6 separate regions of the Mus musculus genome follow, and all the other regions are linked to region 1. Evidence: chromatin contacts called from public Hi-C, HiChIP or PLAC-seq and promoter capture Hi-C data. All regions are on one chromosome and are shown on one strand. The core of a region is the stretch at or near the end of the contact, and the rest is flanking DNA. Distances in the headings are between cores, read along the strand shown.

What was found. Promoter capture Hi-C pulls out the DNA fragments that hold promoters and counts their contacts. Hi-C and Micro-C count contacts between places; a contact is called where the count stands out from the background. HiChIP or PLAC-seq counts read pairs in DNA pulled down with a chosen protein or histone mark.
Region 2: a contact with region 1 is called in a Hi-C map of the N1E-115 cell line, with 5 times the contacts expected there. The contact joins the promoter of Ap4e1 here to the promoter of Fgf7 in region 1. A contact is called at or near these places in 1 of 39 promoter capture datasets (embryonic stem cells) and 1 of 484 Hi-C or Micro-C datasets (the N1E-115 cell line).
Region 3: a contact with region 1 is called in an H3K27ac HiChIP or PLAC-seq map of extraembryonic endoderm stem cells, with 4 times the contacts expected there. The contact joins the enhancer-like site here to the promoter of Fgf7 in region 1. A contact is called at or near these places in 4 of 39 promoter capture datasets (the 3T3-L1 cell line, hippocampal neurons, pre-B cells and 1 more), 3 of 484 Hi-C or Micro-C datasets (the N1E-115 cell line, cortical neurons and nephron progenitors), 2 of 115 datasets of contacts at active chromatin or transcription factors (the NIH/3T3 cell line and extraembryonic endoderm stem cells) and 1 of 9 other capture datasets (embryonic stem cells).
Region 4: a promoter capture Hi-C map of cranial neural crest shows a contact between it and region 1. The contact joins the enhancer-like site here to the promoter of Fgf7 in region 1. A contact is called at or near these places in 5 of 39 promoter capture datasets (cranial neural crest, hippocampal neurons, maxillary cranial neural crest and 2 more), 3 of 484 Hi-C or Micro-C datasets (the N1E-115 cell line, cortical neurons and nephron progenitors) and 1 of 115 datasets of contacts at active chromatin or transcription factors (the NIH/3T3 cell line).
Region 5: a Hi-C map of the N1E-115 cell line shows a contact between it and region 1, with 10 times the contacts expected there. The contact joins the enhancer-like site here to the promoter of Fgf7 in region 1. A contact is called at or near these places in 4 of 39 promoter capture datasets (the 3T3-L1 cell line, embryonic stem cells and stem cell-derived epiblast-like cells) and 1 of 484 Hi-C or Micro-C datasets (the N1E-115 cell line).
Region 6: a promoter capture Hi-C map of cranial neural crest shows a contact between it and region 1. The contact joins the promoter of Fbn1 here to the promoter of Fgf7 in region 1.

The regions. Positions count from the first base shown.
Region 1 is chr2:126,032,349-126,037,167 of GRCm38.p6, forward strand. It overlaps Fgf7 (fibroblast growth factor 7), which reads left to right and starts at 2,310. Exons shown (of 4, transcript NM_008008.4): 1 at 2,310-2,502; 2 at 3,097-3,652. The coding sequence starts at 3,367. The region is part of intron 11 of Fam227b (family with sequence similarity 227, member B); the gene reads right to left.
Region 2 is chr2:127,006,712-127,011,530 of GRCm38.p6, forward strand. Ap4e1 (adaptor-related protein complex AP-4, epsilon 1) reads left to right here and starts at 2,000. Exons shown (of 21, transcript NM_175550.3): 1 at 2,000-2,189. The coding sequence starts at 2,043.
Region 3 is chr2:125,255,576-125,260,394 of GRCm38.p6, forward strand. It overlaps Dut (deoxyuridine triphosphatase), which reads left to right. Exons shown (of 6, transcript NM_023595.6): 4 at 1,274-1,348; 5 at 1,495-1,565; 6 at 1,782-3,474. The coding sequence ends at 1,838. Among named protein-coding and RNA genes, the nearest start is that of Dut, 10 kb to the left of the region's middle. Within about 2 kb of position 2,561, at least 13 of the 459 cell types and tissues checked have an H3K27ac peak or open chromatin away from gene starts, as enhancers often do. A contact at or near this core is called in embryonic stem cells and extraembryonic endoderm stem cells, where this site is marked.
Region 4 is chr2:125,273,425-125,278,243 of GRCm38.p6, forward strand. No RefSeq gene overlaps it. Among named protein-coding and RNA genes, the nearest start is that of Dut, 28 kb to the left of the region's middle. Within about 2 kb of position 2,772, at least 22 of the 459 cell types and tissues checked have an H3K27ac peak or open chromatin away from gene starts, as enhancers often do.
Region 5 is chr2:125,316,025-125,320,843 of GRCm38.p6, forward strand. Fbn1 (fibrillin 1) reads right to left here. Exons shown (of 66, transcript NM_007993.2): 54 at 2,973-3,092; 55 at 1,388-1,510; 56 at 943-1,074. Among named protein-coding and RNA genes, the nearest start is that of Dut, 71 kb to the left of the region's middle. Within about 2 kb of position 2,552, at least 21 of the 459 cell types and tissues checked have an H3K27ac peak or open chromatin away from gene starts, as enhancers often do. A contact at or near this core is called in the N1E-115 cell line, where this site is marked.
Region 6 is chr2:125,504,308-125,509,126 of GRCm38.p6, forward strand. Fbn1 (fibrillin 1) reads right to left here and starts at 2,131. Exons shown (of 66, transcript NM_007993.2): 1 at 2,032-2,131; 2 at 1,133-1,482. The coding sequence starts at 1,296.

The DNA of each region.
Region 1 (4,819 bases), core at 1,060-3,559:
GTGTGATAATACTTCTTTGTATGTAAAAGAACAGGGTATAAAATTCTCCTGTATATATGTGTATAGCTTTTGTGTTTAAGCATGGTAAAAATGTAAACTGAAATATAAAATTCCATAAGTCAAAGTTTCTATCATTTGTCTCTCCACAGAATGAAGGCTGTGATGAAGACTGGTTAGGAAAAGCTAGGAAGTTCATATAGCAACTGACTGCATCAAAGAAGTTCTATGAGTTTTTCAATGATTTTCAATGCAAATTTATTTTAAATATCTTTATTTTTGTATTTGAAATACAAATTCCCAAACACGAGGGGCAAGGGCGACACACTTCTTCTTTTTGAGATACGCTTCTATTTGAAGCTTTTCAGGTGACAACATTAATCTTTAAAAGTCAATAGATGTAGATCCTTTTCTTATGGATTTACAATGCACAAGGTGGAGATATTTTCAACTAAGGATGAAGCTACCGTTATCTGGAAAGAGCACAGAGCAGGGAACTCTGCTGCTCTCTTCTGTATGTGCTTTACAGTAAGGACAGAGGATGTCTGCCACTGGGTAACTCACAAGGACAAAGAGAGCAGCTGTCCTACAGATAGCTGAACCGCTAGCCTAATGAGAACCATTGCTAACAAGTAAGGGTCTCAAGGACAGGAATGAAATTCCCCACCCCGTCTTGGTCCCATCACTGGAAAGTAATCAATAACTTCGAAAGGAATTTAAACTGATACAATTTCCTGCCTGACTGTAACCTGCTCAGTGACATTCCTCAGAGAGTCATTTTATACCTTGGCTCCAACATTGCGAACACTCCCTCCCCTGCACATTGTAAAGAGACTGGGCATTCTGTAGTGTGCACTGAGAACTGACTGCATAACCTCCATTTCTCTATGGAACGTCAACTCGTAAGAATTCTGAATCTGCTCATTACTAATGTCCCCGCCCCCGGATGGTGGGATATCACTAAGAACATCATCATACCTTCTGTCCTTTCCTATTCCTCCCTGGGAGAAAAATCATGGGATGTTCTGAACTCTCTGGCTTTAAATAGATACAGTTATAGAACAGCACACCCTCCTCTGCTTTGAAAGCCTAGTGCTTTAATATTTCATGAATCGAAGACAACTGTGTATGTTTGAAATATGGGGTGCTGTTGACTCTGCCCTCTGTAAGCACAATGGGAAAGGGAAGAACAATCACATCCAAATGATTCAATTTTGGGTCTCTGTCTCTATTTGGTCTACCTGCACCACCTGGTGGTAGTGTATGTTAAGTGCGAAGTTGTGTGTGTGTCTCTCTCTCTCTCTCTCTGTGTGTGTGTGTGTGTTTTGCAGGTACAAGGAAAAGAGAATTTTAATGTATGTATTCTTAAATATTCATTTAGGGTGGTGATACGATGGCTCCATACTAAGTGTAAGATACAGACAGTCACAGTCTTGCTCAGTACAGGATAGGCACAAGCTCAGGCTGGAAAGCAAAAGGACTCTCTTGTATCCATTAGCTATTGGCCTTATTATTCCTGGAATTATCAGTTATTTTTTATGCTATTGCTCTCAGGAAGGCACAAGTCAAATACTAAGGTGAAACCATTTTTCTAAAAGAATGATAGTTTTGCAAATTATGTGTCCTTTGCTTCTGTGTGTCATCCTTTGAAATAAATCACAAGACAGGATGTTAAAACGGCAGCACACCCTAGCCTGATTAGACGTGGCCATTGATTTGATACCTGAAGCAGCAGCTGAGCCATGGGGAAGTAAGGGATGGAGCCAAGGCCACACTGTTTGTTAGAATCCCAGTCCGGTAAGAAACTAGGTCTTCTCAGCCTAAAGACTCACACCCAATTGTGCAAGATCTGTGAAAAGATGTGTCCTTGCCTAGGGATACCTGCTTTCAGGCCCTGAGCCTTGGGTTGCTCTAGTGCTCTGAATTTGAAGGACTAAAAACATACCCTCACTTACCAACCTCCTCCGTGCCAATGTATTGTAAAGATCATCTAACATTTAAGAAGCCCTTATATATGTTGTAGGGACATATGTTTTTCACAGACTGTACAGCTTCTGTGTTTAAAAGGTCTAACATTTTCCTTTCTCTTTGTAACGGCTTGGGAATCAGAGGTCTGTTTCCACAGCGTGAATGCCCACTTGTGGATTTAAGCCGAAGCCGTGTCCACAGCTCCCCCTTACGACCACTCAACAGTGTACAAGCCTCCTAATTCTGCTGTTTTAGACAACGAACAGCTCACTGGTTAAGTTTTAATTGCTTCCAATGAGGTCAGCAAAGGTATTTATTGAAAATCTCTGAATAAAAGGCTCCACGCACTCACACAAGCGCACGCGCTCACACACGGAGAAAATCCTTTTGCCTGTTGATTTATGGAAACAATTATGATTCTGCTGGGGGATTTCTCAGCTGAGAAATAGTTTGTAGCTACAGTAGAGAGGCTCAAGTTGCACGAGGCAGACAGCAGACACGGAACTCTTGTGTACCCAGCTGTTCCAAACAGAACAAGTAAGTTACTGTTATTTGTCTTTAAAACAATGCTCTTTTCTGAAAGATTTTCTCTTTCTGTGGTTATTGTCCTGGGGTGGGGTCAGGGGGGAAAGACTTTTGAGCTGTGAAAATATCTACAGAAATTGTGCTGTAGTACGGACGGATGGAAGGAGACTCTTGAGGTTCTCCAGGGCAATCCTGACACTTAACTTGAAAAATCTGGGTAGTTTAAGGGAAAATAATTATAAAGCACAAATGTAAAAGCATAGACTAATGAATTCCAGGGAATTCAACTTCAACTTTGTCGATAGAGGCTGTAAAACTTGATTTAACTCAATAGCTGTGAGTACACAGTGTTTCCTGACAAGATAGCAACTGGAATGAATGGTGTGGTTTTCTTGTGGTGTCTCCTCACTAACGCATAGCGCTTCTGAATCTATGTGCAGAGTGGCAGAGATGCTCACGTCCTCTGTGGGAGCTGTTTTAAACGTGCTTTCAACATTTAACTACACTGACATGTTAGACTATCTAACTACTGAAATTTATACATACAATTTTTTTTATCTCCCTCTCCTCTCCCCCTCCCCATTCCTAATCTCTCTCTTCGAGCAGAAGTCAAGGAGCAACCGCACTGCAGCAACTGGCCTTGTCACGACCTGTTTCTATAAGGATATACCTATCAGCTGTGTTCCTGAAGGAGGAATCGTGTTATTGGTATCAGAAGCTAAAAGATAAGGTTAACAGTTTGGAAAGAGCGACGACTTTTTCTCTCATCAATCTCCAGTTCACAAATAGGAGGAGGCCCATGACCTAGGAGTAGCAATCAACGCAAGATTCAATTCTCATTATGTTATTCATGAACACCCGGGGCACTACACTATAATGCGCAAATGGATACTGACACGGATCCTGCCAACTCTGCTCTACAGATCATGCTTCCACCTCGTCTGTCTAGTGGGCACTATATCTCTAGCTTGCAATGACATGAGTCCGGAGCAAACGGCTACGAGTGTGAACTGTTCCAGCCCCGAGCGACACACCAGAAGTTATGACTACATGGAAGGAGGGGATATAAGGGTGAGAAGACTGTTCTGTCGCACCCAGTGGTACCTGAGGATTGACAAACGAGGCAAAGTGAAAGGGACCCAGGAGATGAAGAACAGCTACAGTAAGTGATGCCTTTATCACAGCCCTGCTTAGCTCTTTAAGGTTTGTCTAAGGTTCACTTTCCAGTGCTGTGTTCTCCTTTCCTATGGGGGCAAAAAAAAAAAATCAGTGTCATATATCAAGTCCTAATTTTTCTACCTTGGGATTTCTGCACTAACTCCCTAAAATATCTCTGGTAATAGGGCAAGTGTCCTCACCTTATGGTTGGAACTGATATAGTTGGAAAATACTCTGTGGCTTAAATCCAAACTACTGGTTAGTAAGAAACCATGTCAGTGAGCACGCATGCTCATGTGTGATTGTTTCCCTAGCAAAGCTCAGCAGCGGTGTGCATAGAGCTCTCAGTAGGTGTTCACCAAACTACCAGCCAGGAGTTTAAGGAGCAGAGGATGTATCTGTCTTTATTAGTGGTGTTGCTTTTGAAAGGACTCTGCCATGGTACTAACCGGTTAAGAATCTACTTCCTGAGCACCAAAAACTGTGTGCTTCTAAAACAGAAGGGAGTCGGTGATGCCCTGGAACATCTTTAAAAGTCTAATGAGTTTGTTTTAGATTCCTTAACTCCCCACCCACAGGTAACAGACCTTTTTTAGCAGTTTCTTTATCAAGAGTCTGTCATGTTAAGTCTCTTGCTAATTTAAGAGGAACATAACCTTGAGGAAGCAGAGCTGAGTTGGAAGGCAGGTTGGGTCGGGGACCTTCACCTGGAGCACCCCACTTTCCTTAGACCCAGTTGTTTTTTTACCTTAAAATGCCAGGGCTTGGGTTTTCATTTGATGGTTACAGTTAGTAACTAATCTCAGTAGTATTAAATGCAATGGCATAAAACACACACTCAACATTTACCTTAGGTATTTAAAACCCACACGTGGAAATAGATTTCTTAGCACTAATAACACATGGGTGGCGTTGACACTGTATGTTTGATAGTACGTGTGGCAGTATAGTTTGAGAAGGATACATGGAGACAATAGTGTAGCTGGGTGTCTGTGACAGGGCCACCCCAAGTAGTTCCTATCTATTCCTGAAATATCTTTTTGGCTCTAAACTCACTGACCAAAAAATAAGAGTTTGGTGACTCTTTCCAAAATGAAAATGAGGGACCTTCATTTCAGCCATAACTCATACAAACTGAGCAAGGAAACATGCCTTCTGGAGGACTGATTCC
Region 2 (4,819 bases), core at 750-3,249, 970 kb after region 1:
AACCTGGACCTGAAATTCAATGTACATGAGTTATAGAGCCAAGAGCTGGGAAGTCTGAGTTAGGGCCAATGGCCGTTCCGCTGGCGCCCACTTGTGTATAACAATGGAACTTTTTGTAGTGGTTTTTGTTTTGTTTTGGGACAAAATCTCCAGACAGCCTTGGGCGGCTCTTAACTGACTATGTAGACCTAGATGCCCTCGAACTCACAGAGATCCACCTGCTTCTGCCTCCCAGCACTGTGATTAAAGGCCTGTTTGTGCCACTATGCCTGGCTGAAGTCCTAGGCCGAATTATTTATTTATTTATTTTTGGCTTTTGACGTTTGGAGACAGCGTTTCTCTGTATAGCCCTGGCTGGCTTAGAACTCAGAGATCCACCTGCTTCTGCCTTTTGAGTGCTGGGATTAAAGTGTATGCCACCTCATACAGCTCTAAATTGAATTCTTTTAAGCTGTCTAGACCCCGCTTCCGCAGTACCAAGGAATCACCTTGCCTATTGGCTCCCTCTCAGGTCACTGACCACCTCCTTGTGGTTTCTAAAGCTGTTCTATGGCCACGACCTACAGGTTTGGCATTTTTGAGCCTTTTAAGCTGTTGCATAATTTTCTAGCCAATTCAGTATGCTAATGAAAGCTGTGTAAGAAGTTTTAGTGCGGGGGTGGGTGGATATGGGGGACTTTTGGTATAGCATTGGAAATGTAAATGAGCTAAATACCTAATAAAAAATAGAAAAAAAAATAAATAAAAAAAAGAAGTTTTAGTGCTGCTTGAAAAGCAGGAACAACAGAGTTTTGCTTTTTATATAGCCTACCATGTCTCTGTTTCAAATGTGTAATTTTTCTTCCTTTAAACTTTGGTCCAAACAATGACCCTGTTTTACTGGCACCACAGCACAATTTGAAAAAGCTCTATTGGATAAGACGGACTAAGGGGGATAGTGAACATCACCCAGGCCAGGGGAAGGAAAGTTTCACTTTACTTTTTGGCAGTGTAGCCGCGTTCCTTTCACCCGAGTCAGAAATGTATCAGCTTTCCCCAGCATATTTTTTAGGTGGAAGAAAAAAATTGGGGGATGGGGAAAGTTAAGACAGGGTTTCATATAACTCAGGTTTGTTTTGAACTTGATATGGAGCCGGTGATGCCCTTGAATTTTCTTGCTCCTCCTTCCAGTCTCAAGGGCTGGGATTTCAGGCAACAACCACTACATGGCTGGAAAGTAAGTTTTCTAATTTAAACTAGTGAAAGGGCCTAAAGTTAAAAAAACACACACACACATACACACACACACAGTAAACAAAACTTTACGTAGGCATAAAATATTAAATTCTAAAGAAAATCTGTTTTAAATAATTTAAATATTGAGATTTTTCAATAAATTAAACTTTTTTAAAAAAAGATTTATTTATTATTATAAATAAGTACCCTGTTGCTGTCTTCAGACACGCAACAGAAGAGGGCGTCAGATCTCATTATGGATGGTTGTGAGCCACCGTGTGGTTGCTGGAATTTGAACTCAGGACCTTTGGAAGAGCAGACAGTGCTCTTACCCACTGAGCCATCTCACCAGCCCTAAACTTTATCTTTGCATAACTATTCTGTCAGGCAAACTTTTTCTTTTGTTGAGGTGTAGGTACAAGAACAACTTCAAGATTTAAGAAAAAAATTTCACTTATCACAGACAAAGTTTCAGAGATAAGAGCTCCTACAGGTGTTAAGAACACTATAAAGATGGTAGGTCAGGTTTGTAATCCCAGCACTTGGAGGCTGGGACAGGGGAATGGCACGAATTCATTAACCTTGGGAAGTTCGAGAAAATACAAGATCATGCACACACATTTCACCGCTAATAGAATGATCATGAACTTCATGTCTCCAGAGAACTCCTCTCTCCTCCTAGACTCGTGCGCCCCCAGGCGGTGTTTCCCGGAACTTCATCCTGCTCGTCCTGCTCCGGCGCGAATAAAGATTTCTTATTCAAAACGCCGGAAGTGACTACGGAGGCCGGGAGAGTCAGCGCGAAGTAGCCTCGTAGGGAGGCAGCGATGAGCGACATGGTGGAGAGGACGCTGACCGCACTGCCGGGGCTCTTCCTGCAGAACCAGCTGGGAGGACCTGCGGCCTCCAGAGCACCCTTCTTCTCCAGGCTGGGCGGCCTCATCCGTGGCGTCACTGCACTCTCATCCAAGCACGTATGCGGCGGGGTTGGCTGGGCGGGATGGGGTGGGGCGGCGGGGCCGGAGACATCGGTCCGCTGGATGGACGCAGCCGGGCGTCCGCCTCAAGTTGCCTGTACCGACCGACCTCAGGAGGCCGGCTTTCTGATTTGGAGGCCCGAAGACCCTCCGTGTGTTTTCTCATGGGGTGCTTTGAGGATTACATGAGCTGTCAATCGAGTGAAAAAAGCCAGTATGACCTAAAGCCTGAGCTATAGGCTCCTACCAAGTTTCTCCTCCCTGTTGAGATTTTTGTTTTGTTTTGATTTTTCGAGACAGGATTTCTCTGTGTAGCCCGGGCTGTCCTGGAACTCACTCTGTAGACCAGGCTGGCCTCGAACTCAGAAATCCGCCTGCCTCTGCCTTCCAAGTGCTGGGATTAAAGGCTTGTGCCACCACTGCCCGGCTCCCTCTTGAGTTTTAATTTTTCTATTTGGAAGCATCACGTACTCGGACAGACAACCCTCATTCCCACCCCTGACAGGGCTGTTAATCTTTGCAGAGCTTGAGGTTTAGTCTAGACCAACGGGTTGGGCAAAGACGCGCTTTGAAAACTAGTAGTTACTATAGAAGTTATTAAGTTCCCACGTACTTTGTATGGTACTGACTCAAAGCCTCAAGGAGTGTTTGTCTTAAAAACATAATATTGTGTCATACTTTCTTCAGCAAGTATTTATCAAGCACAACTATATGTTAAGTAATGAAAATAGCAAAACACTTTTCTGTCTATTTTCTGTCCATTTTAGACTTAACATAAATAAGTAACTACAGTGCAGTGTAAATGCCTGCAGCATGGAGAAGAGAAACAAGATGCCTTTAAAGGTTTAAAACGGGCTTGTGTTCTCACTGGAAGCTGGTGTGTGGCAGGGCTTGCTGAACATCCCTTAATCATTATTCGTGTACTTAACATCTCTTCGTGCTTTTCTGTTGCTAATTTGTATGAGAGGGCAAGTAAGTATTTTGTGTGTACATGTATGTACTGAGAGAATGTGTATGTGCTGGTATGTGAGGATGCACGGACCCACGGCACATGTATAGGCTTCCGAGAACAGCTTTGGGTCTTAGTCCTTACCTTCCACCTAGTAGGTGAGATCTCTCTTGACGCTTGTTTCTGTGTTGTATATTCAGGCAGGCTGGCTAGGGAGCTTCGAGTGTTCTGTCTCACCATAGGAGTGCAGGGATCACAGGTCCACCTCACCACACCCGGCTTTGTGCTTTTTACACATTGAGCCATCTGCCTCTGCCACCGCTCTGAAAAATTTAGAGAATATAGTTTTTTTGGCTTAGTTTGAAACTGCACAGACAGCCAGATGTGGTATTACTGCCAGATGTATTACTTCTAAGTTTTGTTTTGTTTTTAGATTTGTTTCAAAGTTGTGTGTGTGTGTGTGTTTATGGCATGTGTACATGAGTGCAGATGCTCTCAGAGTCCAGGAGAGTGTGTGTGATCCCTTGGAGCTAGACTTTTAGGCAATTGTGAGCCACCAGAGTGGGTGTGAGGAACCAAATTCTGTCCTTTGCAAGAGCTCTGTGTATTCTCACCTGTGGCATCTCTGCAGCCCCCACCAGCAGTTCGGAATTAGCCACTTAACGTCAGCGACTCAGTGTGTGATTTGAACATAACATTGTATTAGTTAGTGGTTGGCCAGGCCCTAAGTGCTTCCTGAGGTCCAGCACAGGCAAGCATCAGAGTTGACCACACTGGTGTGTGCAGTAGACAGCGAGAGGGAAGATGGGCTGAGGAGGATGAGGAAGAGTAGAGGTCAGGAAGACTGTGTCTGTCTGTCTGTCTGTCTGTCTGTCTGTCTGTCTGTCTGTCTGTCTTCTGCGTTCCATGAACACTTTTTATTTTATCCCATCAACACTTTTTGCTTCTGGGAAGATGTAACTTCATCTTCCCAGATCCACACTTTTTTTTTTACTCTCTTTTCACTTAGACTCTTTGTTTTTGTTTTTTGAGTCAAGGTCTTACCATGTAGCCGTGGTTGTCTTGGGGCTTCCTGTACAGACCTGGCTGGCCTTGAACTCACAGAAATCCACCTGCCTTTGCCTTCAGACTGACTGCTGGGACTAACGATGCATACCACCATGCCTAGCTGTTCTGAGTTGTTAAAACCTACACGTATTTATACGTGTACCATCCCCATCACATTTAGGGCCTGGCCAACCACTGGCTAATACGATGTGATCTTTAAATCACACACCGAGTCCCTGAAGTTAAGTGGCTAAAGACCTGCTAGTGAGGGCTGTGTGGTGGGATCATGTGGTCATCAGGCTTGGTAGGGTGAGCCTCCATCCACCGAGGCATCATCTCACTACCCCGATTTTGAATCTTTTCCTTTTTGGTTGTTATTTATGTTTGTTTGGTTTTTTTAAACAAAAAACACCAGGGTTTTTCTCTGTAGCCCTGGCTGGCCTGAAACTCACAGAGACCCACTTGCTTCTACTGCCAAAGCACTGGGATTAAAAAGGTGAGCATCACCACTGCTGGGCCCATCTTGAAGTTTTTGTTTTTAAATTAATTTATTTTTTATTTTATGTACATTGGTTTTCTTCCTACATGTATGTCTCTGTGAGGATGTCAGATCCCCTGGAACTGGAATAAG
Region 3 (4,819 bases), core at 1,311-3,810, 780 kb before region 1:
TTACCTTGTGGGTGGTGATACTGTTTGAGTAACCAGAAGAATTTGGAAGTCAGTCCAGGTTATCTTTCACAGATTCACTTGTAATAGATAGGCCTAAGAATAAAATGTTGGAACCTCAGAGGGCTTCCATGGTGGAAAATTTCCAGCCTTCTGTGGTCATTCATTCTAACATGGAACAACCTGCTCTGTACGAAGGAGTTTCCTTGTTAAGTGCAAGCTACATCACCCTGCAGTCAGCCTCCCTCCGAAGAGTCTGGAAACAGCTGGCCCAATCTTCACGTCGGTTCTTTTCCTAAGTATTAAGGACTAAACTAATAAACTGGTAGAAAGGAAACCTTATATAATATTTGGATTGGTGAAAGGTTTGTTGCTGTTCTACTAGAAAAAAATAGATCCTCAGTCTAGACAGAGTGAACTGCCTTTGACACGTGAATCAGGTCTCCATGTTAAAAACAGAACCAGAGGGCTGTTAGCCACATTATCTGGGCTTCTGTAAACACATCAAGTTCCCGACTCCAGGACAGCCCAGGGCAAGTCTGGGGCATGTAGCTCCTGGGCCGTGGCAAGGTCTCCTATAAAGATCTATTTTACTTTATAATATCAAACAGGTACCAATTGGACACTTAAAAATAATCTTGGGCCAGCAAGATGGCTCTCTGGATAAAGGTGCCTGCTGCTGAGCCTAATGACTTGAGTTTGGTCAGACCCACGAGGTGGAAGGAGAGCCCTGACTCAATGGTTGTCTTCTGACCTCCACACATGTGATGTTGCAACAGAAATTTCAAGTGAACTCATTAAGTTTACCAGCTGAAGTTTGCTGAGCGATTGTGGTTTAAAAGGGATAGGGTTGGAAATGAAATGAGGAATATATATAAACAGTGGTTCTCTGCTGAGCATATAGCACTGGCCTCCCGCTGTAGGTCACCAAGCTTTGGAGTCTTGTTTCTTTATGATTCAGTCAGAGCATCAGTGGAGCTGTTGGCAGAGCAGACGTGAGGTCCTAGTCTTTCCGGTGGTAGTCATCTGGGGGGGTTGGAGGTGGTGCGTCCTATGCTCAGCCTGCAGTAGGAAATGCTCACCACTTGATAAGCATTCAGATTGGAAAATCGGGACACGTTTTTCAAATTCTTGCATTTTAGTAAAACTTGTGTTCAGACTCTGTAGGGCCTAAGGGTGACTTTGTCAGTTGTAATCTCAGGAAGTCTTTGGCAAAGTGGTTTTGAGGTCACTGCAGACCCCTGATGAACGAAGCTAACATTGCTGTCTCCTCCAGCTGGTGTCATAGACGAGGATTACAGAGGAAACGTTGGGGTCGTGCTGTTTAACTTTGGGAAAGAGAAGTTTGAAGGTGAGTTAAGTCAATATGTTCATGGAAACATTTTGAGCTACCTGTGTCAGTAAAAAACTAACTCTAGTTCTCACTGAACAAGGCAGGTTACAGAAAATGGGTCAGTACACAGCGATGGTAATCTGTGTTCTGCTTTTTCTTTGAAGTGAAAAAAGGTGATCGGATTGCGCAGCTCATCTGTGAGCGGATTTCTTATCCAGACTTAGAGGAAGTGCAGGTGAGTACTGGAAACTGAGCGGAGAATGCCTGGTGTGTGTGTCCAGTGGAGGAGGGGCGGCTCAGCTGATGAGCTGTGGGGCTAGTGACTGGTAGTCTTCAAGCAAGGTTAGGTGTTTAGTTTGAGACTTGATTGGCTTTCCTCAGAATGGGTCCGTGCAGTGTGCAGAGGCTCTGACTGCCGCTCCTTTCCCTTCCTCCTAATAATGTCTTTCAGACCCTGGATGACACCGAGAGAGGCTCAGGAGGCTTCGGCTCCACCGGGAAGAATTAGAACTTTGCTGGAAGTATCTCGCTGTTTCAACACTGGAAACCAGAAGCTCTAACTTCGGAAGCATTTGGTGTTCTAGGATGCAGGAAAGGAGACCTCGATCACATCACGTTGGAACGATTCTGTTCCCTGGTTGAGGTCGCCTGTAAGTCTGCACTGTGAGCATGGCATTGACATGCAGACTTGGTAAAACCCAGGGTACAGTTAGATTTTTTGTTGTTGTTGTATTATTTAAATTATAGCCTTCCAAAAACTGTTTTTGATCATAATTGCTGTATCATTTGTAATTTTTTTTAATCCAATAAAGTTGTCTTTTAGCAGATATGATTTTACATAAACTGACTGGAGAACATGGAGGCTGAGTCAAGAGGATTGCAGTGACTTAGGCTAGCCTGGGCTAGTATGAGATGCTATCTAAGGAAAGAGGGTCATGTTAAAAGCTACTCCTTGTTCTTCTCTGCACTGGTGCTGTGTGACACTGGGACTTAGAAGATCTGCTCACCCCAGATTTTGAACCCACAAAAAATACAATTTAGAGTTTATGGTACTGTGGGGGAGGGACTACAAACAGGAGCAGAAATGACTTAAAGGTATCACTGAAAGCCTGCCCACCCAGCATGGTGATTGCTCCTTAAAGCTGTGAACCGTGCAGCCTCCAGGCAACTCTGTGGATCCTAGGGCCTCACCCTGTGTGTAATGGTGGAGGTCCTTCTTCCCTGCAGTGGCTTTTCCAGCAGTTTCCTGCCCGACACGACTGTCTGCCACCCTGATTGCTTCCCCTCACAGTCCCACTGTCTGTGAATAGAAATCTTAAAGGCCAAACCAATGTTAGTATTAGCAACAGATTTAGGAGTGTCCGAAGATAAAACAATGCAAGGCATGCCATCCTTCAAATGATAATGCTATCTGCGGCTGGACATTTTGGCTTTTTCTGCTAGTGTAAACAAATCCCCCGTCCCGCCCCGCCCCACCCTGCCACCAGGTAATTGACCTGATCATTTTAGCTGAGAAATGCACTCTTTATCATCCTAAGAAAGGCTGGCTTGGCTATCTTCCCCAAACAGAAAATAAAGTATCTTTGTGTTCCGAACTTCCCCATTTGGAGGCTGGCTGTGTGTACACAGGTGTCCTGTTGTTGCTTTTTCTAATAAGAAAAGAAAACAGAAAAGGCATAAATTAAAATTTTAGAGGTTACTTCAAGAAGTATATGTTTTAAGGTGTCTATTTGAAACTACATGGTTAAACTGGGGAGGGTTTTTTTTTTTTCTGTAATTTAGCAGGTCTAAAGGAATAAGTCTAGTATCTATATAAGACTATAGACAAATTAAGACTGTCTTGGTCCTAATTTAAAAATGAGTTTCTGGGGGTAGGAAAGACACAAATGTAACTATTTTTAATTCTCTTGGAAAAGACACTGTTGGGCTTGGTAAATTCTTTTTCTTTTTTGTACTTTCTATAAATGTTCAAAAACATGGTTCAGGAAAAAGATTACATTTTTTATGTGTTGTTTGAGACGATGTTTCTCTGTGTAGCCCTGGCTGTTCTAGAATTTGCTCTGCAGACCAAGCTGACCTCGAACTCAAGACATCTGCTTGCCTCTGCCTTCAAAGTGCTGGGATTAAAGGCGTGCGCCACCAGCATCTGGTTTATGTGCATCTTTTTATTATTTTTCCAGACAGGGTTTCTCTGTGTAGCCCTGGCTATCCTGAAACTCACTCTGTAGACCAGGCTGGCCTTGAACTCAGAAATCCGCCTGCCTCTGCCTCCCGAGTACTGGGATTAAAGGCATGCGCCACCATGCCAGGCATATTTCACTATATTCTTAATGCAGAAAATATATGTAAGTTTTGAAGAAAACCCAAATATAGAAAACGAGTTTGGAAACTTTACATTCAAGGTTAAGTTAGGTTCTTGCCAAAATATTGAATAAATTTAACAGCTCTCCCAAGCTTTTAAATCAAAGAATATGGTTCATATGTGGGAGTGAGGTCTCGGCTTCTGTGAAGACCAGACTGACCATGGCAAATACTGCCACCTTGTGGCATCTTACTAAAACAGGGCTGAAGTGGGGATAAAAGCCCCATCATTTCTAGTGTGTAGGTGCTAACTGCTTTCACTTCAATTGTTCTCTTATTAGATGATATAAATGAAACAACTAAGGTAATGGACTACCGCATGCTACCCTTGTGACCTAAAGGGCAATATTTAATATACTGAGTCTGAAAAATAAAGACAGATATAAGAAAAAGTAGAGATGGTGGATCTAACATGCACAGCAAAGAACGCCTGGCCAATGACAGCAGTCACTCTCAGCGGAAGAGAAGTTTAAAGACGTGAGTGGTGATACACACCTGAGATTCAGTACTTGGGAGGTCGAGGCAGGAAGATCCCAAGTTTGAGGCCAACAGAGGCGATCATGCTATGAAAACAGAAGTGATGTAGTCATTAAACAGCAAAGGCAAAGTCCAAATCAGCCAGACTTAATGCCACCAGGGTGGTGGTTTGTCAAATGGGAGAGAAGTCAGGACATGTGACGGGAAACTGAGGAAGTATATTTTGAGGGGGCAAAAGCAAATAGGGATAAAATCCTTACGCTGCATGCTGGGAGATGACAGGTAATAGTGTTGGGGGCAAAAGATGGATGCCACGCCATCCTGTCCCGTGGGAAGCATGTAGTGATGCGATAATAGTGAAAAAGCTGCCTGTCGGCTGCAATTATCTCAGAAGTGAAAAAAAATATATGTGTATATGTGTGTGTGTGTGTGTGTGTGTGTGTGTGTATACACACACACACAGGCAAAGCAAAGAAGATGTCTGATGACAAGCTTCAGAAGGTTAGGTTGAAAGTCCTCATTTCTTTCAGTTAAAGGATCCCAGTGCCTAAGTCCAACCAGCTCTCCCGTGACCTTCCCAGACTCCTTGGGAGGGAATGGTAACTCAGTCTCCTGGGGAAAGGCAGTAAAAAAATGGTATGCACACCTTTT
Region 4 (4,819 bases), core at 1,522-4,021, 760 kb before region 1:
TTGCAGTCAATAGAACAGAATTCCTAGCTCTTTGTAGCTGAAACTTTCAGCCAGGAAACCATGTGAAGAATCCATTCCTCTTCAGGCATTTCACCCTCACCTGTGCATCATTTCTGACAGTGCTGTGGGAGACCATTGAGACAACACATTTTCCTGTCAGAGCACCAGCATATATTTGAACAGTTACGTTTTTGTTAGGTAGGGATATTAGTACTTCCCTAAGTGCTGGCTGTGTGGGCCTGATGGCTGTTTCTTAAGTGACTGGCAATGACACCCCCCCACCCCACCCCATTTAACGTTTTAAAAAGCTAGTCACTGGCTGTCACTTGTCAGCATCCTTGCCAGTCCTGTGGAACACTGTCTAGAAAAAGCATAATTTGGGGTTTCTGCTTCTTCCTGGGTATGCCCTTTCTGGCTAAGGTGTAATTGAAGAGAAAGTATAACAGGGTTCCCAGCTTCAAACATAGCACAGCCCTAGATTTGACAGCGAATATAAATATGGAGATACTGAATCTAAATAAGAAATTTCCAAAATTAAAACGAAATACAGCTAATATGTCAGGAACAGACATACAACCCTGCAATATATAGTTTTTTTCTCAGATTTTTTTAAATAAAAATTTAGACACTTAAGTAATCTTTCACTTTCCGTTGGAAATTTCCCTTATGTGAAAGCCATTTGCAACTAATTATGAAGTGACATCATCCAAGACTTTACAATCTTACCTCTGGAAACTCCCATGATAGGATATCACTAGGTTTTTCCCTCTGGCTCATTTAAGAAGAGCTGGCCACATGTCTAAATGGCACTTCCTGAAAGCAAGGCAGCTTACCTGTCCATGAAGTTTGCTGAGTAATTGGCTTCTAACGTGTCACCAACACATAGCCACACATAGGTGCAATCATGCTGGTTCTGGGGCTTCCAGGAGGTATTGGCGAGGAAGATGCCTGGCACTTATGCATCCTGGGGCAAACCCAACAGTTGACACACGCACCATTGTCTGAAATTGTCTGTTCTTAGGCTTGACATGCGTGTTCCAGACCATTCCAGAATTCTCATACATGCACGTGGGGTTTGAGTAGTAACATGATAAGCTGTTCTGAGTTCTACCTCATTCTTCCAGCAGTTCATTCACTCTACATCCCAACCTGACTCTTTCCTCCTCCTCTTCAGCCTCCTGCTCAGTCTTGCTCAGGAGGAAACTCATGTTCTCCAGCTTCTCTAGCACAACGTTAGGAGTAGTATTTAGGGCTCTCTCAGGAGGCACTCCTAAACACCCAGGTCCTCACTTTGAGGATCTGGAAGAACAGCTTTCAAGGCTCAAAGTGACATTGTGTTTTCAAATGGATAATGAAGACACACAGCTCTGCAGTCTCCATATTCCTACCTCTCTGTGTGCTCACCGCATTCCTCAATGCTTTCTCTGAGGACATGTGACCCACTGTCCACTGGAGACATTTTCTTTTCTTTTTTTAAAGATTTATTTTATTTTAATTATGTTTGTGTATTTGCGACTCTTGTGGGTATGCCCATATAAGTCCAGTTGCCTGAGAGGTCCAGAGATGTTCCATTCCCTGGTACTGGAGTTGCAGGTGGTTGTGGCCCATTCGGTGTGGGTACTGGGAACCAAACTTGGGTAAGTTCACACTCTTAACTCTCAGCCCTGAGAATTTAGTTCTTTTTATTTATTTATTTATTTATTTATTTATTTATTTATTTATTTAATGTGTATGTATGAGTGTTTTGCTTGTATCTGTGTGCCTGGAGCCCTTGGAGAACAGAAGGGATACAGATCCCCTGGTACTGGCGCTACACAGGTGTTGGGTCCTCTGGAAGAGCAACAACTGCTCCCAACTGCTGAGCCCAGAATTTGGTTCTTATCAAAAGCACAAAATCTTATCACTTGCTATGCTCATTTTCAATAAATCCTAAATATTATCATTACTTTCTTTGTAACTGCAATGATTTTCTTAAGAAGTAAACTTCTGACATCTGAACCATTAGGAGTAGAGAGTTATTGTGCTACTTTCAAATTAATAATTTAAGTTACCCAAGAGGAGAGTTTTCAAACCAGCCAGGAGACAAACATCAGATGGAGAAAGGAGTTGTTTATTGTTATCAGCAAATTTTGTCATTTTTTTTAACTGTCTGAAAAAAGCGGATCAGTTTCATGTCACTATTGAGAAATAGGGCCCACCAATGCTAGCTAGCATTGTAGTCTGTTTTTCCCATAAAGAGTGTTTTGTGAAAGACACACCCAAACCGTACAAGAGCAGAGCTTGGGAACCTCGCTCTGTTCCAGAAACCAGAGTTCCCACATAACTGCATAATGCGATGCTATCAGGTTTCCAGCTCCCCACAATGCCTGGTGCAGCAGCGAGTTCATCACTGCCACAGGGAGGTGTAAGTACCAGGAGAGATGACCCAGACAGAGTGTTTGGAGTACTGGGGATTACTGTGAAGAAGCCAGGGCAGCCTAGCCCTGCATCTCAGCTTTCAGCCCCAGGCCAAGTTTATCCAGGATTAAGCAGGCAGCCATTTTCTCCTCCTCGCTGTGCTAACATTGTGGGTTGGTGTTTCTGTGAAGGTCCAGGAAGCAGAGCATTTATTCTGCTGATCTTGTTTTCCTGCTATGAAACACCATATTTCCAACAGCAGTTCTTCTGATTGTCCCTTTGCAGAACAAAAGAAATTCTCATTGATTTTTGAAGATGAGTTCATGATGGTAAAGATAAGGATGGTAGCTCATAGGTAAATGCCATCATGGCTGTACTAGGTTTTAACCTGTGTTCACTCTTTCCTAAGTCATTATCCAGTCCCAGATCCTGACCTGAAGTGAGACAAGCTTACCAGTGGAGTGGATGGAGTTTATTGAATCCTTCCCTCCGCATTCATTCTCATTTCCCATTTGCACAGCACACATCCCATGCTGAAGGCCTGGTTGCTTCAGCTTTCCTCTGTCACAGCCTGGGTGGGCCACCTCCTGTGACCTGATGACCAAATCCCCATGACTTCTAATCCCATGTCTTAAGAATGATCATCACCCTGGCTTCTAGATCCTATGTCTCTGTTTACCTTGCTAGTGGCAAATCCTTTGGCTAAAAGTTATCCAGATGTCCCGAAGAGCTAAGCACTGCCAGAGGTTAAACAGTCTTGTAGAATGACTTCCAAAGATTTCCCCCCAAGTAACAGAACGCTTTCTTCTTCAAATTAAATCCCATGCAGATGCCTGATATCTAAAACAGATGAATGTGGCATGGCAGACAATGTCCACAAGGTTCTCCTACTAACCCTGAGGAATCGTTACAAACTCGAAAGGCTCCTCTTACCATGGCTTAGAAGCCATTATCAGACAGGATGGCAGAGGGAACCAAAAGCCATGTGCATCGCCTCAGCAGCTCTTCATTCAAGAATTGCAACTTCTCTTCAATGACCTGCCCCTGAACTCAAGCTTCCTGGAGCTCCCTCAGAACAGAGGATGAGGGTGGCCTAGAGTGTCACTGGCTCCCCACTCCATTGCTCAATTTGTCCTTGTTAGTTCTCCCCAACATCCTGGGAGCCTCTGGTCAAACGAATTAGGGTCCTCGCCACTCCTTCCTCTATCCATCTGTGTGAGGGACTTATGAATGTCTATAGCCTTGATTTGTTTTTGGCTTGCTGAAGATTATATATATCTTCACAAGGTATATACATATACATGAAAATAAGCTAGCTATATAAAAGTATTAAACTATTATGTGTACTTTGAAATACTTTTAGTGATATGCTTAAGTTGTAACAGTGAATTTTTATTGAATTGCAATCACCACTAAAAACCTAGTTGGCTCTAGAGACACACACAAAGATACAACACTGAAGAAAAACATGTTTTCAGCATCCCTTAGTGCCATGACTACAGTTTATCAGTGATCTAAGTACTATCAGAAACTTTTTTCTAACTTTTAAAAATTAATTTTTTTTACTAATTCACTTTATATCCTGCCCACTGCCCCTTCTGATTACCCCCTCACTCAATCCTTCCCTCCTCCCCCCTCCCCTTCTCGTAAAGGTAGACACCTCCTCTAGTAATGTTCTGAATGGCGAGGATGGGTGAGAAGCTCACATACTTGGCCACACTTGGAAAATTGTGACTTTCTAAGTAACCAGCACGGCAGGTTTGAGCAGCCCATGTGCAGGCTGTGGAGGAACAGGCAAGTTTCAGCATTGCTCTGTGTCATTCCTATGACAGTAGCCATAGAATTCACAGAGGCTTCAATGAGGTCAGAAAGATGCTGCCATCAAGATCCTAGAGAAATGGTGCCTAATGACAGAAAAAACAAACAAACAAACATGTGTTTGGGCAGTAACATAGGCAGGTAATGTCAAAAATGATCCAAAACCTATCAGAGCATTTGACAAAACAAAAATGGAGGCACTTGGAGATGACCTGTGAGGAAAGGTGAAAGCCTAGCATATCTGTAGTATCACTTATCTGCCCCAAGCCTATGACATACAAATGAAACAGGGAATCATGGAAGTCCTGATCCACAAGTGGAGTTAATCACACGTGCACATACTCCATCAAAGGCGGAGATTTTGACAGGACAGACAAAGGATTTCCCCTCTTCCCATTAAGCCATTTAACATTTTCTTGGTTAGACTTGTAGTCCTAGATCTCTTTCAACGCAGCACTCTAAAAAGCCACTTCCAAGATTCTAGAAGAGACTTAAGGGCCATTTCTGTGATTCCCACTTCCCTCTTCTCCTGTCCTTGATCCACCACTGGGGTTGTGACTAAGGAATTAAGCTGAGCGAGAAGAAGGGGCTTCATCCTAAATAG
Region 5 (4,819 bases), core at 1,302-3,801, 720 kb before region 1:
AACTGAAGGTTGACTGTCATTTTAAAGAGATACATTACTTCATCAGAATGATGCCAGTAAGTTGCGTCGACACAGTAACATTAGTTTGGACTGATCTTCAGATTCAACATGACTTGTTTGTAACAAAGCAATATTATTGAGGAAACAATAAACCATAATTTAACAGGTTTTTAAAACATTAAAATATCTGGATTACTTTTGGTGATTGGTTAGATCTGAATATCACGAACTAACTTCCCCAGTTTCTCTCTCATTTGAGAATAGCTTTGAGTCTCTAGAACACAGAGCTCCCTGAGAGGGGCAGAGAATGTGGAAACAACACCCAGAGCCACATGAAGACTAGTTAAAAACCCCACTGTTCAGCCGAACTTGATGGGCCAGGCCAGAAACCCCAGCTGCCCGGGAGGCTATGGGGCATGAGGTGTTTTAATAAAACTTTATTCACAAAAGAAGTGGCAGGCTAGAGGGTTGGATTTGATTGGAAGCTGAAGCTTGCCATTCCCTGGCCTAGGGTTGTGGTTCTCAACATTTGATACACATTTGGATCACCTGGGGACATTCAAAAAAGCAGCACTTGGACCTACCTCAAGGAAAGCGGGGGTTTCTTGAAGTTAGAGCCCTGGCTTAAAAATAGCCCTAGCACAGGACGTTAGTAAGACAACGGAGTCCATAGAGTGGTGAGGGAAGTCAGTGTGAAGATCTACCTCCTGGACGGCTACATGAACAACGGGCAAGGGCCAAAGGTGGGTGACCCTGGCAGCAATACAGGCCAAGAGAATAGGGACAGGCCAGCCCAGAGGAGAGAACAGTAAGGCCTCTCCACAGTGAGTTGTGACATTTGATTAAGAGGAAGGAGCACGTCACCAACCTGACTCAGAGCTCAGGTCACTTCTGCCCTCGGCTATTTCAATGCTGAGCGGTCTGTACCAGAGACAGTCTTACCTATGCAGCCCTCTCCATCGGGTCTGCGCTGGTACCCAGGGCCGCAGATGCACATGTAGGTACCAATGAGGTTCTTACACTCCATTTGCTTCTCAGTACAGTCGTGTTTTCCCTCTGCACACTCATCCTCATCTGGAAAGATGTGTAATCACAACTTTAAAACAAGCTCCACTGCAGGCTTGTCCTTTAAACTATCATCTCCGTCATCTTAGCGTTGAGCTTATTTCCTTTTGTATGTATGGGGAATTGATATATTAAACGTGGAAGGGAATCTTCTAACCGCCTTTGGACTTGGTGAGAAAACTGCTTTCCAATAAACCGATGACCTTATCAGAAACAAAGATGCTATGGGAGCCCTTCCTGGACTTCTTTGCTTTATGATTCATACTTGCTTGTTGAAGCATTTATAATTCTGAGGACTAAATGGACTAAAATGGGCCCTCACCTTTACACATCCTCCTGTCTTCTCGGAGAACGTATCCAACAGGGCATTTGCATTCATAGGACCCGTAGGTATTTACACAGCGGAAGGCGCAGAGCAGAGGATTCTGGGCACATTCATTTATATCTGTAGTAAGAGAACGTAAAAGAATGAGCCAACAGCACCAAGAATGTCAAAAAGAGAGAAATGTGCTTTTACTAAAAGTCAAAAGCCTTCCTTATCATAGGCATGGGAGGGATCCAGAAAATTATAAAAATGAGTTGATTATTTTATAGCTGGTATAAATATGGTGGATGTATGCTCCGGATCTCCCAGTACATCTCTCAAGCTTGCTGTCCTGGTGTAATTATGGATTTACGTGAATGAGGAACAACAGGTCCACTTTGCATAGTTGGAAGACTCAGGTTGACCAGTTGCCGTTTCCTTTGTACATGAACTATAGATCATCTTTGCTTCCTTTAACTAAAGAAGTTGTGGTCAAAAAGAAGCCAAGCTCTCTAATACTCTTAGTAACCTCTCCTTCCCCAAACAAAGAGGTTCCTATGAGACAACAGGGATTCTGGGCTCAAACAGAGTGTTCTGGTCATTTTATACTTAGAGAAACTCAGTTTACACAGATGCCCTCTACTGGGAAAAATGACTTTTCTAGAGTGCATGGTTTAGAAATGTCAGGACATGTTTTCAAAAGCGAGAGGGTGAAACCAAACCTCTTCGATGATCATGCTGTCCCCCAAGAACAACAATGTGTATGAAGGACAGGACTGAGCATCCAGGCCAGCTTTGAACCACAGCCTTAAAAGGCTCACAACACTCTGAAGGTACCAACAGTCCATATCTCTGATGAAGGGATCCCTTTAATACCACTTTCCCTTCCCCTCCCCCATTCTTTTCCTACACCAGGGAACCCTATCATGAAGAGCTTGTGGATCATCTGGACAGCTGCTGGGCTCTGCTTTTAGAGTTTGTGATTTAGTGGTCGAAGATGAGGCCAGAAAGCTTGCATCCCAGGGGAATATGAGGCAAATAGTCGAGGGACCAACCACTCTTTGGCACTCCCTAGTTTTTCTTTCTTTTCCATACTTCCTTCCAGGCAGTCACACTGACAAATACTTTTCAGATGCCTCTATGGGTTAGGCAACCTCTCCTTTGGGATTGCCTCCAGATGACCACAGGATGTCAGTGGTTATCTAGCTCTGTGAGCAGATGTTTCTAAGAGGAGAGCAGGAGAATACAAAAGAGGTGGGGGAGGGGAGAAGAGCCTTGGAAACAAAAACAACAAAGGAAATAGAGAGTAATAAGACAGGAGGTAGTAAATGAGGAGTTGTATTGAGATGTAAGCAGAAAGACACACTAGTGAGCATTCCGTTATATACAATATAACTTCTGCCACAAGTCACCTCTATTGTTTTCTTTATATTTCCTGACCATATGAGGTCACAGAGAAGAATGATGCAACAGCCTGCCATGCTCAGATGTTCTTAACTCTCCATGCCCTGAAAGGTATTTGATCTTAAGAACTACAATCAAACAGCTGCTCCCATGGTCAGTATAGGCAACTGTCTCTTCTGTATCCGAGACCCTTACTTACCTTCACAAGTCATCATTGGGCCAGGCTCGAACCCCTCCTCACAGGTACATTCAAAACCTCCAATCACATTCTTGCAGGTCCCATTTCCACAAGGATTGCCCACAGAGCATTCATCGGTATCTGCCAGTGATCCAAAGTGGAGATAAAATGAGTGCAGATAAAATGGAGCTAAGGCTCTGATATCACTTTTCATTCTGTCTGAGTTCTTGGATCTGTGTTGTCTTGCTCAGTTATCCTGTTCTTGCAAGGAGGGAAACCTGCTGACCACTGGTTTCTAGCTGGAGTTTGCACTTGCTCAAAGGCAGAGACAGTGAGAGAGATGGATGTCTAGCCCTTACACCGCCCAAGTGGCTTTCTGCAGACTGTCCTGGGAGTAGATGTCCTAATAGCTAAAATAAGGCTCCTATATGCAGCCAGGGGTTTCTGCTGGCTCAAAGACAAAGTCTCCAGTTGGTCCCACTTCACATCACTACACAAAAAGGCTTACATATGATGGAGTTTTGCCAGATATAAAATAGAAAATTACCTAAGATTAAATAGAATATACTGGATAAAAAAACCCAACATTCAAGTAGATTTTGTTGATTCTGTTAAAACCAGGTGGTTTACATTAGGCAGAAAAAGAAAAGACTAGGGAAAAAAGAGAGAGAGAGAGAGAGAGAGAGAGAGAGAGAGAGAGAGAGAGAGAGAAAACATGTTTAGGTCATGGTCTTTCTAAACAACTGTGGAGAGAGAAAATATTTTACCAAAAAAAAAAATCCCTAAAAAGTATAGATGCCTCCTAACCCATCCATCTGGATCGTCCACTGTTCTTGTTTCCGGCCTCGGCCTTAGGGAGAATATTTTCCCTTGGGAAAGAAAGAACTCTAATTTTAGAGATAACGTTGCTATTTTAGATATCTGAAGCCGAGGAACACAGCAGGCTCTCCTCAACGGTCACTCTTTCTAGGAGAGGAGAATCCTTTTGCACATACACAGCCGCAAACTGAAGATTCCAAAACACTAACATCGATAAAATTTGTTCCTGTTAGGTTACTAAATCTCACATTTAGTCCAGAATACTGCGTCTTCTCTGATTTAATAAAAACAATGGTATCATTGCAGTTTAGAGCTGCCAGGGTAATTAGACACAAACCATTTCACTTGCATAGTAGTACCCCCAAGGTGGGAGAGGTTGAATATACTTATATCCCACCCTTAGCTCGTGCTACAGTCCTCAGACCCCCTCTCTTTATATGAAGACAGTACTTTTTAATCTGCACACATGGACATTCAGTGTTGATCACACTGTCACAGGAATACTTTGTTAGAGTTCTTGGACATATTTAATTCTAGCATATAGTGAAAAGAATTAAGAGTAAGTGGTCCACATAGAAGCCATCCTTAGACATTTTAATGGAAAGGCTAAAATAAGACACTGAATAAGGTGGTTGGCCTTCCATATTACCAAATATACAAGATGCATAGGAAACTTGGTGTTTTTACATACTGAAAGTATAAACTATGGGCACTAACAGTATATTTTAATTTTCACTAAGACTTCTGTTCTGTTGTCCTTTTCAGTATCTCTTAGGACACTCTTCTGTTCTGTTGTCCTTTTCAGTATCTCTTAGGACAAGTATCTCTTGTCCTAAGAGATACTGCCTTCCAAGTTAGACTACAAGGGCCATGCAAGGAAGGACTATCCTTGCTTGGTTCACTGTAGTAGCTCCCTACCCAGCACAGGGTGGGGACTGGCTAGGAGTCTAAATGAAGAAGCCCTCAGTGGAGGAACAGAACATGACTCGTACCTTGGTTCAGTAAAAGCCAAATCGCTCAATTTTTGCATAAAACAATTTCAAAGGAAG
Region 6 (4,819 bases), core at 881-3,380, 530 kb before region 1:
TCCCTCTCTCTCCCCCTCCATATATATATATATATATATATATATATATATATATATATATATGCATTTATATTGGCATATATATGAGCAATGCCATCACAATAGATACTAAGATGATCTTGTGCAGCAGAAATAGATTTTTGAAAGAAAGATGCTGAACCAAACAAAGGCCTCTTGAGAACATTAAAATCAATTTTCCACCCATTTACTGAACTCTTATCAAGTCAGGAAAAATGCACCCCTAGAATGACAAGAAACTTCAGCATGTGCACTCGCTTGAATCATTGAGCAGGCTCTTCCAAAGGACAGAACTGTGGCCGTTTATTTCTATCTTACCACTTCTAATAGAGACTCCAACTTAATCTCAGAGATTGTCCTTTTTAAACGATTAAAAACTCTTAGGGGAATTATTTCCATCTCCTTCAGCTCCGGAAACTGCCAAGCCTTAGACAGCCAACCTGACCGATTTAAGTCATCCCAGCTGCAACACTAGGGCATGGGAAGCTGATAGTACAGGGCTTTCCAAGAAGATACCGCATGAACACCCATTTAGAGCCAGCCACAGCTGCATGCAGAGCTCACGCAGGCCGGACACTAGTGTTCAAAACCCTCTGCCTTACAAACTTCCAGGGTAGGTGTCTGAACGCGAGTGTACAGCTCTGGTTTTCATGAGAATGACTTAAAGGAAGGACCATCTCCTGACCACGCATCTCATCTCAGTCTCTGGATTCTTCCCTTTCAGCGATGCCTCCCAAATAGCTGATGCCCACACGGGAAAAGCACTTCTCCCTGCAACTGGAATTGGTAAGCAGCAGAAGCAGTGGGCTTCTCCCTTTCTCTGGGTTTCAGCTCCTCCCCTTCTTCCACAAGGAACCATTCTCGCCTCCCCAAATCTGCTTCAACAATGGCCCAGGATTCCCTCCAGCCAGGACTTCTCCTCTGGGCCAGGAACAAGGCGAGTTATCTGAACAAGAGTTGATGACCGAGTAACTTTGGCACTTCCAGGCTGTCTCCCGGGGATCTCACCCAGGGTCCTCTACGGGCCAGAACCTGCCCTGTCAGTTGCTGTGGATCTTAAAGTCCCAAGAAGGGCGAGGGGAGGCACACCGAAGCAGCTGGGAGCTTCCCTTACCCTTTCAGCGCATCGTGTCCTCCGCCGCCTCTTCTCTTGGCCCGATTGGCTCTGGTCTCCTTCAGGCTCCCAGCCTCCAAATTGGCGTCCGCCCCATGGCTCGTGTAGGACTCGAGGAGCAGGGCGAACGCCAGCGCGACCTCCAGCAGCCCTCCTCGCCGCATGGTGCCGCCGGCCGCCACTCGCTCCGCCGCCGCCGCCGCCGCCGCCGCCGCGCCTTCCAGCGGCCCGAGTCTCCGGGGTCCCGCTGTCTCACTGTCCGGCTGTCCTGATGCAGAGAGGTCCCCGGCCTGGGTCCTACAGCTTTCTTCTCCAGGGACTGCTCCCACTTCGGGTAGTCCCTGCCTGTCCTGCAACACAGACAAGTCCCCAAGGCGGGGAGGTGAGACACTCAGGGCTCCGGGATGCTGAAAGCTCGCAGTCCCCGGTGCCGAGCCCAGACCGCGCGCCGCCTGCGCGTGGCGCAGTTACTCGGAGGAACGAGGACCACTCGATCCCAACTAGCTGCAGAGCCAGAACCCGGCGACTGGCATCCGCGGACCCTGTGGCCTCGCGGCGCCAAGTACCGTGTCCCTAGGGAGCCCAGGCGTCCCGCGAGCGGACTGCCTACACGGTCTTAATGGCACTGATTGCGCGCGGTGACGGCTGACGCCCCAGCTCTCCAAAAAGGGTCCTCTCCGCCCACATACCGGGTCATGGCCAACCCCGCCAGTCCCCTGCATCCGACGTGGAGCAGGGCACTGCAGTCCCGGATCTTGCAGCTGTCAGGCAGAGAGGGCCAGCTGCAGATGCTCGAGACATCCCCTCACCCTGCCCGGCCTCCTGCCCTGGATGCCGCGCAAACGGCCCTCCAGCCACCCGCCTGCCGCCCGACCCTGGCGGGACCCCATGAGACCCACTGGACTAGCGGCTCGGACTCTCAGGCGGCGGTGGCTGCTCTGCTCCGCAGCTGTCCCAGCTGTGGCCGCCTGTGGCACCCACAGTCTCTGCCCCAACTCTGCGGCCCCCTCCTTTCCCACCTCTTCAAGTATCGTCCGCGCAGCGGTTTCTCGCGAGAGAAATACTTTTTTAAAAAAAAGAAAGAAAGAAAAAGAAAATGACACCCTCCCCACCTCCCCCCATCACCACCCCACCCCCGGCCCCATCTATCCTCCCTTTCCACTCCCCTCTGCCAGCCACCGCCCGGACCCGGGCCTCCCTCATTCGCAGGATCAGTGCCCTGGGAGGAGGCGGAGGTGATCCAGTCCTGCCTGGCCTGGGATATTCCGTCCCAGGGTGGGGAAGAGAGGGAATGGGAAGAGGTGGAGTAGCGGTTTAGACCGATCTGCCTGCGGCTGAGAGGTCCAGACCCGAGATTCCCGCGATCAGAAGCACGGAGAGCTGGGCCACCTGCGCGGAGAACGCATGCTGGACACCTTGGCCAACGAGGCCCAGGAGGCCCTGGCTGGAAAGGGGCTCTGTGGCAGTGGCCCTCGCTTCTCAGCCCAGTCTTCTGCTGTCTGGCTGGGAGGAGAAATTGTAGGCTCCGAGGCTCAGGCAGGGCTTGTGGTGAGGCCACCACCACTGAGCCAGCCAACAGGTTAGCGGCGGCGAAAGGGGCATGCCAGTGTCAGGAGCCCGCTGGAGGAGCAATTCTCCCGAGGCTCAGGTCAAGCTACTCACCTAGGCTAAATGAAGAGGCTGCGAAAGTCTCAGTCTGTGATGTGGGGGCCTGTGATTTGGGTTTCAGACAATCCTCCCGCCCAACTCTCAGTTAGGAATGGGGTTTCCTAAAATAACCCTATTTTCACATGTGTACACACTATACAGAGAGCACATACACACACATGCATGGGATTGGGGTGGGGTGGGGGTGTCTGAAATCCACATCGGGCTCGACCGCAGGGACCAGGGACTCCAGTCACCAACTGTCACTTTCCACACAGTTACCCTAAGAATGCACGCATCTTGTTGACCCGGATTTTTCTTGTTTTCAACATCTTGTGCCCGGATATGAGATTATAGAGATCGAGGCATGTTATCAACTCCATCTTCTTTTCAAAATGGACCACGCCTCATGATAATGGACTCACTGCACTGCTTCGATACCTGAATAGGAAGACTTAAACACTGATTTAAATTCATAATTATTTAAATATATTATCTAGTTTAATTGAGGTCTTACTTTCAAAAAAAAATCCTCTTAACAGATCCATGAACTGGAGATTCCGTCCTACATCTTCAGGTGAGAAAAGAGGTATTCATTCGAGGGCCAGGAGATGGCTCTGAGCAAATAAAGCACCAAGCCTGGTAACGTGCGTTCTAGCACCAGGAACTACCTGGCAGAAGGAAGGAAAGACTCCTGAATGTGTCCTCTGACCAACGTACTCGGCATACGCATGCGCACAAGTGAGCACATATACTCCAAATGTCGTCAAATAAAGAACCATTCATTGAAGAAGTAGCTATTGAACACTTGTGCCACCTGGCCCACGGATGAATCAGAATCACTTGCAAGTAAGCCAGGAGTTTCAGTCCCTTTGCACAGCAGGTGATCGACAGGGAAGGCAAGCTTGAAACAAATAGTAGCTCATATGTTACATGCCAACAAACACGGGGCACTGCTTAGATGATGTATGTGACCATGACTAGACATAGGCTAGGGCCAATAGAGGAGGCTTCCCTGATAAAGTATCATTGAACCCTTTTAAGGCACCATGGCGACTTAGAAAGAGCAAAAGTTCTTAACTATAGATACACAGTAAGTTCTAGGAACTTAAAAAGAAATAGGCAAGGACCCAGTTTTTTAAAGTCTGTGGTGGACATTGACATGGCTATTTTTCAAAGATCCCCACAAATCCAAAGGGGTGGTAGGGATATTACTAAAGGTGGGAAAGGGGTCCAAACCGAGGAACCATAGTCCCATGGTCGGCAGAAGCAAGGTTTCTGGGGGTTAGGGAGGACTTTGGTCTGACCTCTGTGTATCAGGCTGTTCTGAACCCACTGTGCAATCTAGAAACTGCCTGATTTCTCTGTATTCAAGTGGTATGCAAGAGGCAATGTGATCCTGTCCCCTGTCTCCTGGAGGCTGCTCCTTGGCAACATAATGGAACAGAGCGACTGAACGCAGGGCCCTCGGAAGGCTTTGTCCAGGTAGCACAGAGCAAACCCCAGTAAGGGTTCCATTTATCTCATAGTATGATCACCAAGTTCTCCCCAGCAAGTGGAGAGCTGGCAAGGGCTGCGGCAGTCCTCCAGCCTGCCTTTCGCTTTCAGTTTCTCCTCCCCTGGACTTCCACATGGAACAGCTTTTCCTACAAAAGAGAACCATAGATATAACTGAAAGAGCCAATGGAGTTCCTTCCTGGGGAGTGATATGATGACAGCTTCAAAATCTCACCCCATTTTTCACCCACTCCATTATTATTCTCTGTACTGAAGAAAGACACCCACACATTTGCAGCCACTGACAGAGCCTTGGTGTGCCTCAGTTGCCCCACTGCTTTCTTAAGAATGAGTGAAGTGAATCTTGGCTGTGGAGATGAACATAAGTGTAAGTTGACTGATAGCCATTGAATGATGTATCCATGTGTTCTACCTTTTATTACTTAGCTATTCATTAGCCAATTTGACCAAAGTAAAGCACCCTCTTCTAACCACCTCACCAAAGATGAGACTATATTGCCATCGTTTTCCAGAACTTTTCTT